Linked DNA regions of Mus musculus: region 2 is linked to region 1. Evidence: chromatin contacts called from public promoter capture Hi-C data. All regions are on one chromosome and are shown on one strand. The core of a region is the stretch at or near the end of the contact, and the rest is flanking DNA. Distances in the headings are between cores, read along the strand shown. Region 1 holds the start of Atl3 (atlastin GTPase 3). Region 2 holds the start of Fads3 (fatty acid desaturase 3).

Region 1 (6,736 bases), core at 1,201-3,700:
TGAGTAAAGCCTATCACTTTATTTATAACATACTTTTAGCTGTGAGATACATCTAGCATGCTCTAGCAAAAGAAATTTAAATAAAAACATTTTTAATTTGTAAAAAATATTTCAACATAAATACTAATAGCTAACAAATGTTTATTTTCTATCAAATAAATTATTCAAATGCATACACCTACCATTGGAGAAATTTTATTATAAATATGCAAAATGAGGATTTTCTTTTTCACTGTTTCCTGGCCCCTGAATAAATAAAATCAGGATCTATAAGTTGTGCTAAGAATAGTGGGTATCTGAAAACTAGGAAGAGGTAGTCAGATCTCCATAAGTTCATCTTCAAAAGAAGTTCCAGGGGCTGGTGAGATGGCTCAGTGGGTAAGAGCACCCGACTGCTCTTCCGAAGGTCCAGAGTTCAAATCCCAGCAACCACATTGTGGCTCACAACCATCCGTAATGAGATCTGACTCCCTCTTCTGGAGTGTCTGAAGACAGCTATAATGTACTTCCATATAATAAATAAATAAATAAATCTTTAAAAAAAAAAAAAAAAAAAAGAAGTTCCAGACCAACCATGGCTACACAGTGAGATCCAGTTTTTATTTTTTTAGTTTTTTTTTCCAGACAGGGTCTCACTGTGAGAACCATGACTTTTTTTTTTTTTTTTTTTTTTTTTTTTAACACTGTTGAGAGGAGCCCTAAAAACTAGGGTTAAGGGCTATAAAAGCACAAAACTGCATTCAATCCCTAGCAGCACAAACCAAACTGTTCTTCCTTACTAAACACTAAGAAAATTATTATGGCATACAACCACACCTCCCTCTTCTGTTTTGTTTTGTTATTGTTTGTGGGTTTGTTTGTTTTCAGGGGGTGACTTGTTTTGTTATTTAGTTTGGTTCATTTTGTTCCCCCGAACCCAGACAAGGTTTTTCTGTGTAGCCTTGGCTGTCCTGGAACTCGCTCTGTAGACCAGGCTGGCTTTGAACTGAGAAATCCACCTGTCTCTGCCTCCCAAGAGCAGGGATTAAAGGCGTGCGCCACCACCACCCCTCAACTGTTTTTCTTATGGTTATGACTATTACAAAAGACAGTAAACTACCGAAAATAAAACAATGTTGGTATTGGCCTTATGCTTCACTAGGTGAAAATGTTTTTCACCCATACATCCCCTCACGCATGTAAAAGCTGCACAGGAATTTCTAGAATACAAGCTGGTTTTCGTAGGAAGCAAAACAGCCCTCATTTGATGTTGCAGTTTGTATGTAAGCTGAATACTGACATAGAGTACAAATCCTTAACGTAGGTTTTACTTAACTCCACTTCTCCAAAACAAAACTGAGAACCATGACGTTTTAGACTGCTAGGGGTTTTTTTTTTTTTTTTTTTTTTTTTCTTCACCTTTTGCAAAACATTCCACTTCGTACTCAAATTTGAAGACTGGGGTTTGCTAAAAAATTCTTCAAACACTACTGTTGACTCTTCTTTTTTTTTTCCTTTAGATTTCGCAACTGAAACTTGCAATCATTTCAGGGCCATACCCATTAAACAAGCACAGTGCCAGGTAAAATGACAGGCGAAACTGCATCCATGAATTTACGGAGGGACTATTTGGTTTTCATTTAGTACTTTTACCACCTCATTTTATGTCTCCGGCAAAGCCAAAGGAACCAAACTTACTTTAAAAAAAAAAAAAACAAAACAAAAAACTTGCAAAACAAAACAACCAAATTTAGGCCAATTCTTTTATCACCAAACATGGAGATAAGCGCGGGTGGAAAACGAACTTTACTAATACTTGTCAGTATCTCAAGGTCTTTTCGTTTAAAATAAAACCTTTCAACTCCAAGGCTGCACCGCAGCATTCCAGCACTTTAAGGCTCAACAATAAAGCCTTCCGCCGATCCCGGCCCGTTAAGACGGACCGCCAACCTCGCTTCCCGACCCGGAGCGCGCCACCGCCCGGCACGCCCTGCCCAGCACAGGGCGGAGCTCGACGGGCCAGAACACCAGGCCGCAGGAGGCCGCGGGCTCCCGGCGGAGACTGGGAACGTTCCCCGCTCCAGGAGCCCCGGCCCTGAATTCCGAGCCGAGACACCCGGCGGTGCGGCCTCCCGTCGCCACACCAAAAAAGGCGGCGGCAGGGACGGCTTGTCACCTCGGAGCCGAAGCACTGGGAGGCAGCGTGGGTAACCACGGACCGGGTCCCGGGAAAATTGGACGCCTCACCTGCTCCTCTCGATGCCACCGCTGCAGTTCGCTGAGGGGACAACATGGAGCCTCCTCCTTCAGCAGAAGTAGCAGAGGCAGAGAAGACAGGAGCGGGTTGAGGCTGCCCTGGAGGAGGGAAACAGGCGGAGCCTGGACTTGGGGAGAAACCGAGAAGGAGGGGCGCGCGGAGAAAGCCTACAGCTCAGGAGACAGCCCTGCCGATGGCGCAGGGCGTGACGAGGGCGGGAAAGCGCACGCGGCCGAGTCCCGCCACCGTTCGGTGCGCGTGCGCCGGAGCGGGGATCGTGCCGCGGGTACCTGTGACTGCGTACTGGAATGTCGGGTCCATCGGGAATTGTAGTTCGGCGTTTTCTTGGGCCCGGCCCCTCTGACCCGGGTGTTCGCCCTCATCCGGGGCGTAGAGGAAACGGAGGACAGGACTGGGCCGAGTGGGTCTTCCTACCGCTGAACTACAACTCCCATTAGGCCTTGCAAAGGGAAAAAAATGAGGAGGGCTCTCGGAAGACCCTGCCCGGCGCCTAACCCGGGGACCAGGGCCGGGCTTTGGCCACCCGGTTCCCGCCGGGAGCCCCCACCCGGCCCGCGTGCTGGGCTCTGGTGTTCCTCGCTGGCCAGGACTACAGGTGGTGGTATGAAAGAATTAACATGATGACGCGAACGCTTCGACTTTGACTTCACAAGGACAGACCATCGTGACTTCATTATCATCACCATCACCCCTAATCTCTGATCTGACCAAGGCTTACTAAAAGCTAAAGTAACGCCGGTCGTGGTGGCGCACGCCTTTAATCCCAGCACTTGGGAGGCAGAGGCAGGAGGATTTCTGAGTTCGAGGCCAGCCTGGTCTACAAAGTGAGTTCCTGGACAGCCAGGGATACACAGAGAAACCCTGTCTCGAAAAACAAAAAAACAAAACAAAACAAACAAACAAAAAGCTAAAGTAAGACCTTACTAAGTCAGGCTCCGGGTGGCACGCTGGTAATCCCAGTACTGGAGACCAGGAGAGGAGGATCAGGTGTTCAATACCTTCCTGAACTACATAGTGAGTCTCTGTCTCATTTTCGCGCGACCTCAGACTATTCTGAGCCATGACCCACCTTTTGTAAACTTTAGACTTCTAGGACCGTGATTCAAAGTTACTTTACAAAAGGAAGTTGTTGGGAAATGCTTTTATTCATACTTGACATATTGTGAAAATACAATTTGCCACAACTAAATACTGTTTTCTAACAAATCCTATAGATGGAGGTAGTGTCACCCCAGTGACTTGATTTTTCCTCACCATTGTTTCGTTCATTCAGCAAATGTTTTCTTTATTCCTTCGGCCTACCCTGAACTTCCCTCTATCTCTACACCCTGCCAAGCCTTTCAGCTATCTTTACTTCCTGAGCAATTATGCCAAAGGTTATGAGGTAAAAATTATTCGTAGCCTACCTAAAGAAATCCTGTTTACACTTCTTTAACCCCTCTTTGAGCCCCTTTACCCCCCAAACTCTCAAGACTGTTAGGAAACTCTCTTCTAGCTTTTAGATTTAAACCAAATTAGATCTTCTAGGCTATTGTGTAGTTGTTTCTTCTAAGGTGGACATGACCATTGCTGTCTTGAATCAGCCACAGGAGACTCATTGGAGGAAGGTGTATATCCAAGAGCAAATTGACCAGAAGGACTCTTCCATTACTGAAGCTGCCCATGGAACTCATCAGGAGTGCAGGTTCTTTGTGAATCACCCACGCTCCAGGTGAGATTTTTAATTTGTATAGTTGCCTATAAACTGCCCAAGGGACTTCCTGGTGATGTAACTGCCTTTGAGTCACCCGTGTACCTATAAGTGGCCTCAATAAACTCAATGGTTCACCAAGCTGAACTTGGATAGAATTCTTTCTTTGGTCTGTCAGTGCCCTTACCCCAGAATGACTAGGCCATTGTTTCTCTCTCCCAAGAAAAAGTAACACAGCATAGGCCAACCTGGTCCAGCAAGAAACTAGAAGTAAACATTAGGGGAAGAGATTAGTTCAAGAAGACATGACACAAACCCATTTTGTTACATGCTCAAAGAGGAGAGCCAAAGGGCAATGACTTTGTCACAACTGCAAATATTATTGTGTAAGAATTTAAAATCGCCCACACATCCTAGCATTCTCCAGTCCCCTTTTCTAAAGTATTGTTTTTTAATTTTTATTTTTTATTCTACATTACATCCAACTGCAATTTCTCCTCCCTCAGCTCCCCCACGCCCCCATCTTTCCCCTCCTCTCTTCCCCAGAACCAACCCTCTCCACATCCCCTCTAAGAACAGGCTTCCCAGGGACATCAATCAAACAGGGCATAAGAAGCAACAATAGGACCAGGCACCACGGGATCATCGCATCAAGGCTGGAACAGGGCAACCCAGTAGGAGGAAAAGGGCCCCACAAGCAGGCAGAAGAGTCAGAGACAGCCCCAGTTGCCCCACGAACACCAAGCTCCTCAGCCAGAACATGTATGTAGAGGATCTGAGTCAGACCCTGCAGGCTTCCTGATTTCTACAAGCCCCAGCGAGTCCTAGCCAGTTGATTCTGGGCTCTGCGGTGTCCCTAACTCCTTGGGTTCCTCTGATCCTTCCTCTCCCTCCTCCACAGGACTCCCAGAGATATGGGACCTTGTGTCTGTTCCCCATCGGTTGCTGGATGAAGTCTCTTTGATGAGATTATTTTAGATTCTGATCCAGAACACTCTACAGGCAGAACAAACTGTAGGTGGAAGGTTTTGTGCCTGGGTTGGTGTCCCAGTCACTCCACTTGAGACTTTGACTAATTACAGAAGACAGAAGAATGTGTCCCCCATTACTAGAAGTCTTTGCTAGAGTAATTCTCATAAATTCCATGGGGTTTCCATTGCACTAGACTTCTACCTCATCCCCAAAATGGCCCCAATTTGGGGGCATTTTAAATTCCACTTAGGGAATAAACCCTAGAATGTATGGGTGATTTTGAATTCCAGTCATTTCTCCTCCCCACCACCTCTCCTGTTCCCAACTCCACCTATCCCGTGTGTTTTTCTTTTTAATTTGGGGGGGCGGGATAAATATTCCACAGTGCACATAGAAGTCAGAGGACAACTTTTCAGAAGTTGATTCTCTTCTATCTCTTTAAGATTTATTTTTAATTATTATAAATCCATGAGTATGTGCACATGATGGTGAGTTGCCATGGAGGCCAGAGGCATTGGGTCTCTTGGAACTGGTTTTGGGTATTTGGGAGCCACCCAGCATGGGTGCTGGGAACTGCTGAGCCGTTTTCCTAGCTCCTCCACCTCGTTTTTGAGGCAGGATCTCTTGTTTCTGGCACTCAGTGCAGACAAAAGCTTCCAGAAGATTGTCCCATCTCTACCTCCCACCTTGCTGCAGGGATGCTGCAAAAGACCCACTGTATCTATATCTATTACATTTTTAAATAATATATAGGTAATTTTTTAAAATGTGAGTTGTGGAGATCAAACTTGGGTTGTCAGACACACAGAGCAAGTGCTTTTAGCCACAGAGCCATCTTGCTGGCTCTTGCCTTCCATTTCTCCCAGTATATTCTTACCATCAGATTTGAGTTTTACATTTCTATCTTTCTTTTTTTTTTAACTTCTTTTAATCATTTATTTATTTATTTATTTATTTATTCATTGGGGTTTTTTTTGTTTTGTCTGGTTGTTTTTGTTGTTGTTGTTGTTGTTGTTTGTTGAAACAAGGTTTCTCTGTGTATCCTCCGCTGTCCTGGGAAACTACCACCAAACATGCTTTTCCTTGGCAGAAGTTGTTTTCTAAGCTGTGACCAATCCTAAAATCTACCAATAATTTGTACCATGTTGTTTCAAAAGTCAAAATCTTCCAAGTGTGAGGAAGGCCAATATATTTGTATTGACTTCAGTGATTTGCACACATCTAACTCTAACATGAAGGACTCACTTCCTGACAGGATATATTTCAGTACATTTTTATTGGAAGCTCTTAAAATCAAACAGGGTATTGTGTCCTGTAGCAAAACTATGTATGTAATACTAAAAGAGGCAGAAAGTTCTGAAGCAGTTAGTGTAACATACACCTTCCTCATTCCTTAATACAACCTTTTTGGTTTCTACTTACTATCTGTTTCAGGCACTGATGCTGTAGCTATTTTGTTCAAAACAAAGTTCTCCATTTGGAATTTATAACAGAAAGAAAGAAATGTTCACATCTATGATCCCTGCATACACTTGGAAGGCAAAGGCAGTAGGATCCCTGTGAGTTCAAGGCCAGTCTTGTCTACACATTGAATTCCAGGATAGCCAGAACTACTTAGAGAGACCTTGTCTCAAAGAGAAGTAAAAAAAAAAACAGCCAAAGTTCAAAATACCGATTCTCATGGTAGCCTGCCTTCAGTCTTCTCACTTAGGACTGGGGCATATAGCATGACTTGTGTTTTTTTAGAAGAAAGTGACAGGTTACATGTAGACACTTTTGAGTGGTTAAGGCCATTGGATCTGGGGCCAGCCTGACTG
Region 2 (6,796 bases), core at 4,237-6,736, 2.5 Mb before region 1:
TCTAGGCTTACACTTGCTGCCCATCCACACCTTTACTAGAGGTGGGCATAGGGTCTCCAAGGACGCCTCTAAAATATCTCTGCCTCTGTCGCTCTCCAGATAGAGGACAGACAGGAAGAGCCAAGGCTCTGCAGTCAATTGCTCCTTGCCACCCTCTCCCCAGCATTGCCTTCAAGAGGCCCAGTGAGGAAACATTATCTGTAACCCTCCTTACAGATGGAAAAACCGAGGCAAAGACAAGGAAGAAAGGACACAGCTCTGTAACCAGGACCCATGGCTCTAGTCCATGTAGCAAAACCCAGCCCAAAGGAAGCTGCCTGTCCCAGACCCCTTGGCATCCCTGCTGTCCTGGTGAAGGGAAGGAATATGTTTGATCTGCCAGCCAGAACCCGTGGCCTCAGAGATGTTGCTGGCTCAGCAAAGACCTGAAAATGACCCGGCCTTCTGGCACATGGTCCTCTCTTTACCACTGAACTCTGGCTTTCCCACTGGCTCTTTTATCAGAAACCCAAAGGCAGCCAGGGAAGCCTTCCCTTGCAGGAAAGGAGCTGGGAGGCTGCCTGATACTCTGAGGTCACCCTCATTCCCACCTCTGCACACTACATTCCTGCCGGTCCCAGTCCTGACTCCTACCCACAGGGAGAGAGTGGGCACTTTGGCCTGCAGAAGACACCTGTAAAACAATACGACCCGAGTCAGGTGTGGTGGCTTGTACCTGTCATCTCAGTACTCAGGAGGGAGATGGCAATTAAACTCTGCGTTTAAGACCAGCTTGGTGTATATAATGACTTCAAAGCCAGAGCAGTGTATATACTGAGTTCTAGGCCAGCCAGAGACACGTAATGAGATTCTGTCTCAGAAGAAAACAAAACAAAACAAATGCCCACTCAGACTCCAGAAAATGACTACTCGCTGAAGTCGGACTTTCAAAGCAGCCAGTGTGGTTGGCAAGGACAGGGTGTGAGCATTGGTTCTGGGTGGTTGAGGCCATCCTGCCTCCCAAGTCTCAGAGCTTGGTTCATAATTCTGGTCCCTCTCAGTTCCCATCCAGACACACACCCTCCCTCCTAAGCCCGGAGCTGAAGGCCTTTTTTTAGGGTGCTGTGACACTGCTTATCTTCTGCACCAAACTCTTTATCTACACAACAGACAGGACTCAACCTCACAAGGTTGTTAGAAGAATTAAGTAAATTAGTATATCGAAAATTCTCAGAACACAGCCTAATTAAAAACTGTTGGCTGAAATTACTATGGCATAGCCTCTGATGGTGGTGCTAGCCACCCCTACTTCTAGCTCAGGTCATTCCCAAGGGGCCACAGAAGGTGAATGCCAGGGGGCTCAAATCTGCTGGGTTTTGGATTCTTTTAGGGCTGACAGTGCTTCAACCTAATCGGCACCATGGACTTCTGGGAAATTTCTCCCTTTCTGCATAAGCACACCAGTTGAGAACAGGGTTTCATTACTCATGGTAACCAGCCACCCAGGTGCCCATCACCGTTTCCTACAGTGAACCCAAATGAAAGCATTCTTACCCCTGTCACACTGGTGTGTGTGTGTGTGTGTGTGTAAGACAAGTTAGCTCCTTCCCTTGGTAACACAGAGAAAACCGCAGCATTTTGAGCTTTTGATAAGGGATCTCACATAGTCCAGGATGGCTTCAAATCCATGTGTAACTGAGGACGCTATGCAACTCTGCATGATCCTGCTTCCACTTCCCAGGTACTGCGCCATAATGCCGGGCTCAATGGGTTGTTTTGCTCCTTTGTTAAAACTTGAACCCAGGGCCTTGAGCCAGCTACTCTACTACTTAGCCATATCCTCAGCTTACGGAGCTAATTCTAATGTCCCCTACTAGTGTCCCTATTAGTATTCACATATCTCAGACCTTACACCCTGACTACATTCAAGCGTAACTAGAGCCAAGTTACACTGTTACTTGTTCTGAACTTTCTCCCCAAGGAGAGGGCAGGTCCCCATCTTGCTTACCTTAACTTGTTTACCTTACCTTAAAGCCTTTGCACTTCTAAAAGGTGATTTTATTTGCATGTGAATATGTGTGTGTTGGGGGGAATACGTCCGCATAAATGACAGTGCACACAGAGGTCAGAGATGGTGGCTTTCCTGAAGCCTGAGTTACAAGGGGTTGTGACCCACCCACCAGTTCCATAGGTGCTGGGAACGGAACTCAGATACTCTGTAAGAGCAGCACCTAACCTCCCAACCTCTGAGCCATTTCTCTAGCCCCAACGATCCTTTTATTTGAAGACAAAGTCCTATGTGTCCCAGGCTGGGCTCAACCTTGAGCTCGCCATCCTCTGTGTCTACCTCATAATTGCAGGGGTTACAAGTGGATGCCACCACAACCACATTTATGCAGCATTAGAGATGGAACCTAGGGCATCATGAACACTAGGCAAGCAGTCTACCAACTAAGTTCCAACCCGCCCTTTTGAGATCCTTTTAAACATACATCAGACCCCTTTGGTTTCCCTGCTCTGCCCTCCCGGGATCTCCTCCTTCTTTAGAATAAACCAAAGTCCTAAAAACAAAAATATCTGGTGAGCTTGGCATGTCTGCTTTCTGACTTCCCCTCCCTGTGGCTGCTCTCTAGCACAGCCATGCTCTGTTCCTTAGGTATGGGTGGCATGGTCCCACCTCCGAGCCTTGGCTCTAGCTGATGCATCTGTTGCACACTCCTTCCCTGAAAATGTTTTGTTCACAGCTGCATCTGCAGAGGCAGGGGGTGAGGAGCACACAGGAGATATTCATGGGTGGGTTCAGGGAGTCCCATTACTGAGGAACCAACGTGGGGCAGAGTGTGGCTGTGCATTCAAATCCCACACCTGCCACTGTTTCAAGTTTCACTGTTTCTTTGAATCTCTTTTCTCATCTGTAAAGTGGGATAACAGTAGTAAACTGCCTCGCTGGTTGGTATCCTGAGGATTAAGAAACAGTATCAATAGCAAGCATTGATTTAGAATCTAGCACATAGTAGGTGGTTGGTATGTGACTCTCACATATTTATGACCAGCAGGGGCTAGACCTCTCTGGCTGCCTCTTCTCATCTCAGGGTTGCCTGTGACTCTTAGACAAACCTGGCCCAGGGCCCAGAGTACTCTCCCTAGGGCACAGGCTCTGTATCCCAGGATGGCCACAAGCTGACTTCATGGCACAAGAACTCTGGGAATTTCCTGGCAGGAAAGCTTCTGTTGCCTGGACATGAGAACAGCTGATGGGTGGCTGGGCTGATGCAAGTGGGCAGCCACATCTCACCCCTAACCTGAGCTTCAGATTCTGGGATGGGATACCTGGCATCTAGACTTGACCACATGGGGCACTGGATTGGTTCAACTCCTAGTATTCCTTGTGGGTCCATCACTGACAAAGGCTAGGGCCTTCTGAACCTAGACCCCTCCCGGCCCTGAGACCTGAGTACACCAGGTATTTTTAGCAACTCTACCCCAACGTCTGGGGCCTATAGCAATCTTTTCCTATTACTGGCAGGGTCAGAGACAAGCTCTCCCAGAAAAGGCTTGGGAGTGCTATGACTGTCCCACTGCACTCTCCAGTCTGCATACATATAGTCTAAAGAGCAGCTACTGAACAAACATCTACAACACAGCAGCATGGTGGAGAAGGTGTGGTCTTGCCCTTGGCTGGCTTGCTATATAGCCTAGCTCTCCCCACCCGTCCAATGACAAAGCTAAGGTTCAGAGGAATTACCTCTGAGTGCCTTCAATGGCAGAGCTAGAACCCTACTACAAGATGTAGAGTGATGTTTTCTTTACAGACCTTACTGGCTGTGAATCAAAATGGTGGCTGGAGCAAAACCATTAGATGGAGGTCTCGGGGCACTGAGCTAAATATAAAGTTAGAAATCCCATGTAGGAGGGGCCTCCTGGCTGGCCCTGAGCAAGAAAAAGCAGTCAGTGCTCTCTGTTGTCCTCCTCTCCTGCCCAGCATTCTGTCCTACGCTACAACACGATCCTCACAGGACTGCCAGGGCTCAGTGGGAGGGGCTGTGGCACCTCATGCCCATCATGCTCTGGTAGAAAGAAGGAAGGCTCACACACACACACACACACACACACACACACACACACACTGGCCCACAGGTTGATGATTTTCAGGAATTGTCTCATTCTTATCCCTCTCAGTTGCCTGGAGTGAATCCGGGAGGAGAGGGACAATGACAGTCCTGGGACACAGAGAACCTCCTCTGCTGCCACCAAGTTCTTCCACTAGAGAATCATTCCCTCCAGTCTTAAAGACCTTCCGGGTACCCAATGTGACTAACCTACAATTTTGGATAGTCGAGGGCAGAGCACCATGGCCTCAACCTTTGTCCATGGAGTGGGACTGAAGGAGGAAGGGTCTGGGAAATTGCTTCACCACTGGGCTCTAGCCAGATAGTCCTTCAGGCCAGTTCCATCCCTTCTTGTCTAGACACGGACTGAGAATGGGAAGCCAGAGTCCCCAGGGGCTAGTCGGTGACTGGGGTGACTGTGCTTCCCGTGGAGGCCCACCCAGCCTGGCAAAGTCTTCCCACGTGTAGCTGCCAGCCCAGCAGAGGTGAGTCACTGGCCCTCAGAACAGTCTACACAAGTGCTGGATAAGCCACAGACCTCCAGGCCCTGCCCAAGCTCTGCTGCCCAGCCCCCAGTTTCTGATGGCACGTCCCTATCGCTAGGGACCCAGCCCTGCCCCAGGCTCTTGGAAGCACCAGAAAATAGTCTGTGACACTCAGAGCAGAAAAGAAACCCTCAGTACAACAGTGAGGGTACTTACCTGGGGCAGAATCTGCCCCTCACGGCACACCCACCTCTGGGGGCCCATTCTTCCCTGAGATCTATTTATTCCACAGACTGACCCAAACAGCCCATCCTCCGTGAAAGAAAGAGACCTCCTTCCCTCAGGCTCCATCTCAACTCTGGAGCCAGGGAAGGGGTCAAAGGTCAGAAAGAGCAAAAAGGATGCTAAGGTCCGCAGGTGGAATGAGACGCCAAGCCTATGAACAACGTCTCCCTCTCCACCGCTAGTGCCAGGCTCCACCCCGCCGGCTGTGGGTTAGCTTACCGTGGCGTCCTCCGCACCGTGGTGGCCGATGAGGCGGCTACCCCCTGGGTGCCGCTGTGCCCAGCGGCTGATGTCGTAGACACGGCGCTCGATGACCAGCCACTTGTCGCCTGGTAGGTCATGCTGGCGGATCTGCTCCCAGCGGAAGATGGGTAGGGGCGCCCCCAGCGGTGCGGGCCCCTCCCGCGGCCCGGGTCCCCCTCCGGGCTCCCCGACACCGCCCATTGCCGCTGTACACAAGTCCTCCGGACCCCGGTACGTGACCAAGGTCTAAGAGAGACACTGAGGGAGGCGAGGTGGCAATCAGGGGTCTTCCTCCGCCCGCCCCACCGGCCCCGCCCTGCCGCTGCGGCCGCCGTAAGAGCGTGCGCCTGCCCGGCTCTCCGCGCAGGGAACTTTTCCCTCCCTTATAACCGCGCTGACAGCGCTCGCCTCGCCCGCCCCTCGTCCCGGCCCCCGCGCTGGCCAGTCCCGCTCTCGCTCCAATCCAGGCGCGGCGCCTCCACATCTATTGGCTGCCCGGGGAGGGCGGTGTCGCGAAGGGGCTTGCCCCACCCTCGAGGGCCTGGGGCCACCACGCCCGGCACTGCCCCCGGGGCACTGCCCCCCCCCCCCCCCAGTTTCTCGGACTCTCGGCTCAACTGAGAAGGCGGGGGATGGGGACCCAGCGCGCACGGGAGTCCTGCAGGCCGCTGCGCCCAGGCACACCCGCAGGGGCCCGAAATGAGCCCAAGTCTGAGCCCTGAAAGGCTGAGAAATGTAGTTAGGGACGTCACCGGTCTTTAACCAGGCATCCCAGGTAGCTAGAAATGAGGACACTACCTTGGGGTGACTGTCAACAGCCACCAAACAATGGACCTCATCCCCCAGTAAACCCTCAATATCCACGCGAGGAAGCCATCTAAAGCAATCTGCAGGAGCAGATGGCCTCTCCTCCTGGCTGTACGCAGGATTGGGGATGCCCAGGTTGGCCACTGGAGGAGGAGCAGAGGACACTGCTGCGTGGAGGTCTGCCGTTCAGGAGATGAAAGAATGGTCCAGTCTGCAATGGGTGGCTTGCTTGTCACCACCTCCCAGTTCTCCCCATTCATGGTGTCACATTTTTGACTTATTAAATTCAAATCCTCTTGAGAGTGTAACTACGTTCCCAATTGTACGATGTTTCTTTGAGACAGACATCAGTTCCTTAAAAGTTAAAAGCTTTCACAACTGGCAAACTTGAAGGTCCATCAGAATTTCCTTGAGGGCTAGTTAAAACAGACTCCCGCACACCACCCTAGTGTGACTCAGGGCAGAAAGGTGAGGCAGACCTGTTTGTTGGGAGCAAATCTTTTCAGAACCTTAAAGTGTATTTTTTCCAATGTGCAAACATTTCCTCTTGGTCTACCTAAGGATTTGTAGGTGACCTGACCTCTAAGGCACCCCTGTGGATAACAAAACCAACCTGTGTTTCTTGCCTACAAAAAACCAGTATATGCATGTAACCTTCACATATCCCCTCATACACTTTAAGTCAGCTCTGAATTCTTAATAATGTCTAATGTGATGTAAATGCTCTATAAATAATTGTTCACTGCATTGTTTAGGGAACAATAAGACTAAAAAAGGCTGAAAGCATTCACTCCAGATGCAACTATTACAGGCCTAAATACACAGGACAAGGAGGAAAGCAGAGGCGAGCAATACTCTAAAGAATGTTGGTTAGATACCTGGGACCTG

The links. Capture Hi-C pulls out chosen DNA fragments and counts their contacts.
Region 2: a promoter capture Hi-C map of liver shows a contact between it and region 1, with 3 times the contacts expected there. A contact is called at or near these places in 2 of 39 promoter capture datasets (cranial neural crest and hippocampal neurons) and 1 of 9 other capture datasets (liver).

Annotation. Positions count from the first base shown.
Region 1 is chr19:7,490,152-7,496,887 of GRCm38.p6, reverse strand. It overlaps Atl3 (atlastin GTPase 3), which reads right to left and starts at 2,450. Exons shown (of 13, transcript NM_146091.4): 1 at 2,227-2,450. The coding sequence starts at 2,272. It overlaps Gm52401 (a long non-coding RNA gene), which reads left to right and starts at 3,094. Exons shown (of 2, transcript XR_003952920.1): 1 at 3,094-3,271; 2 at 3,841-4,094.
Region 2 is chr19:10,040,238-10,047,033 of GRCm38.p6, reverse strand. It overlaps Fads3 (fatty acid desaturase 3), which reads right to left and starts at 5,486. Exons shown (of 12, transcript NM_021890.3): 1 at 5,078-5,486. The coding sequence starts at 5,302. Gm29917 (a long non-coding RNA gene) reads left to right here. Exons shown (of 2, transcript XR_386546.3): 2 at 217-770.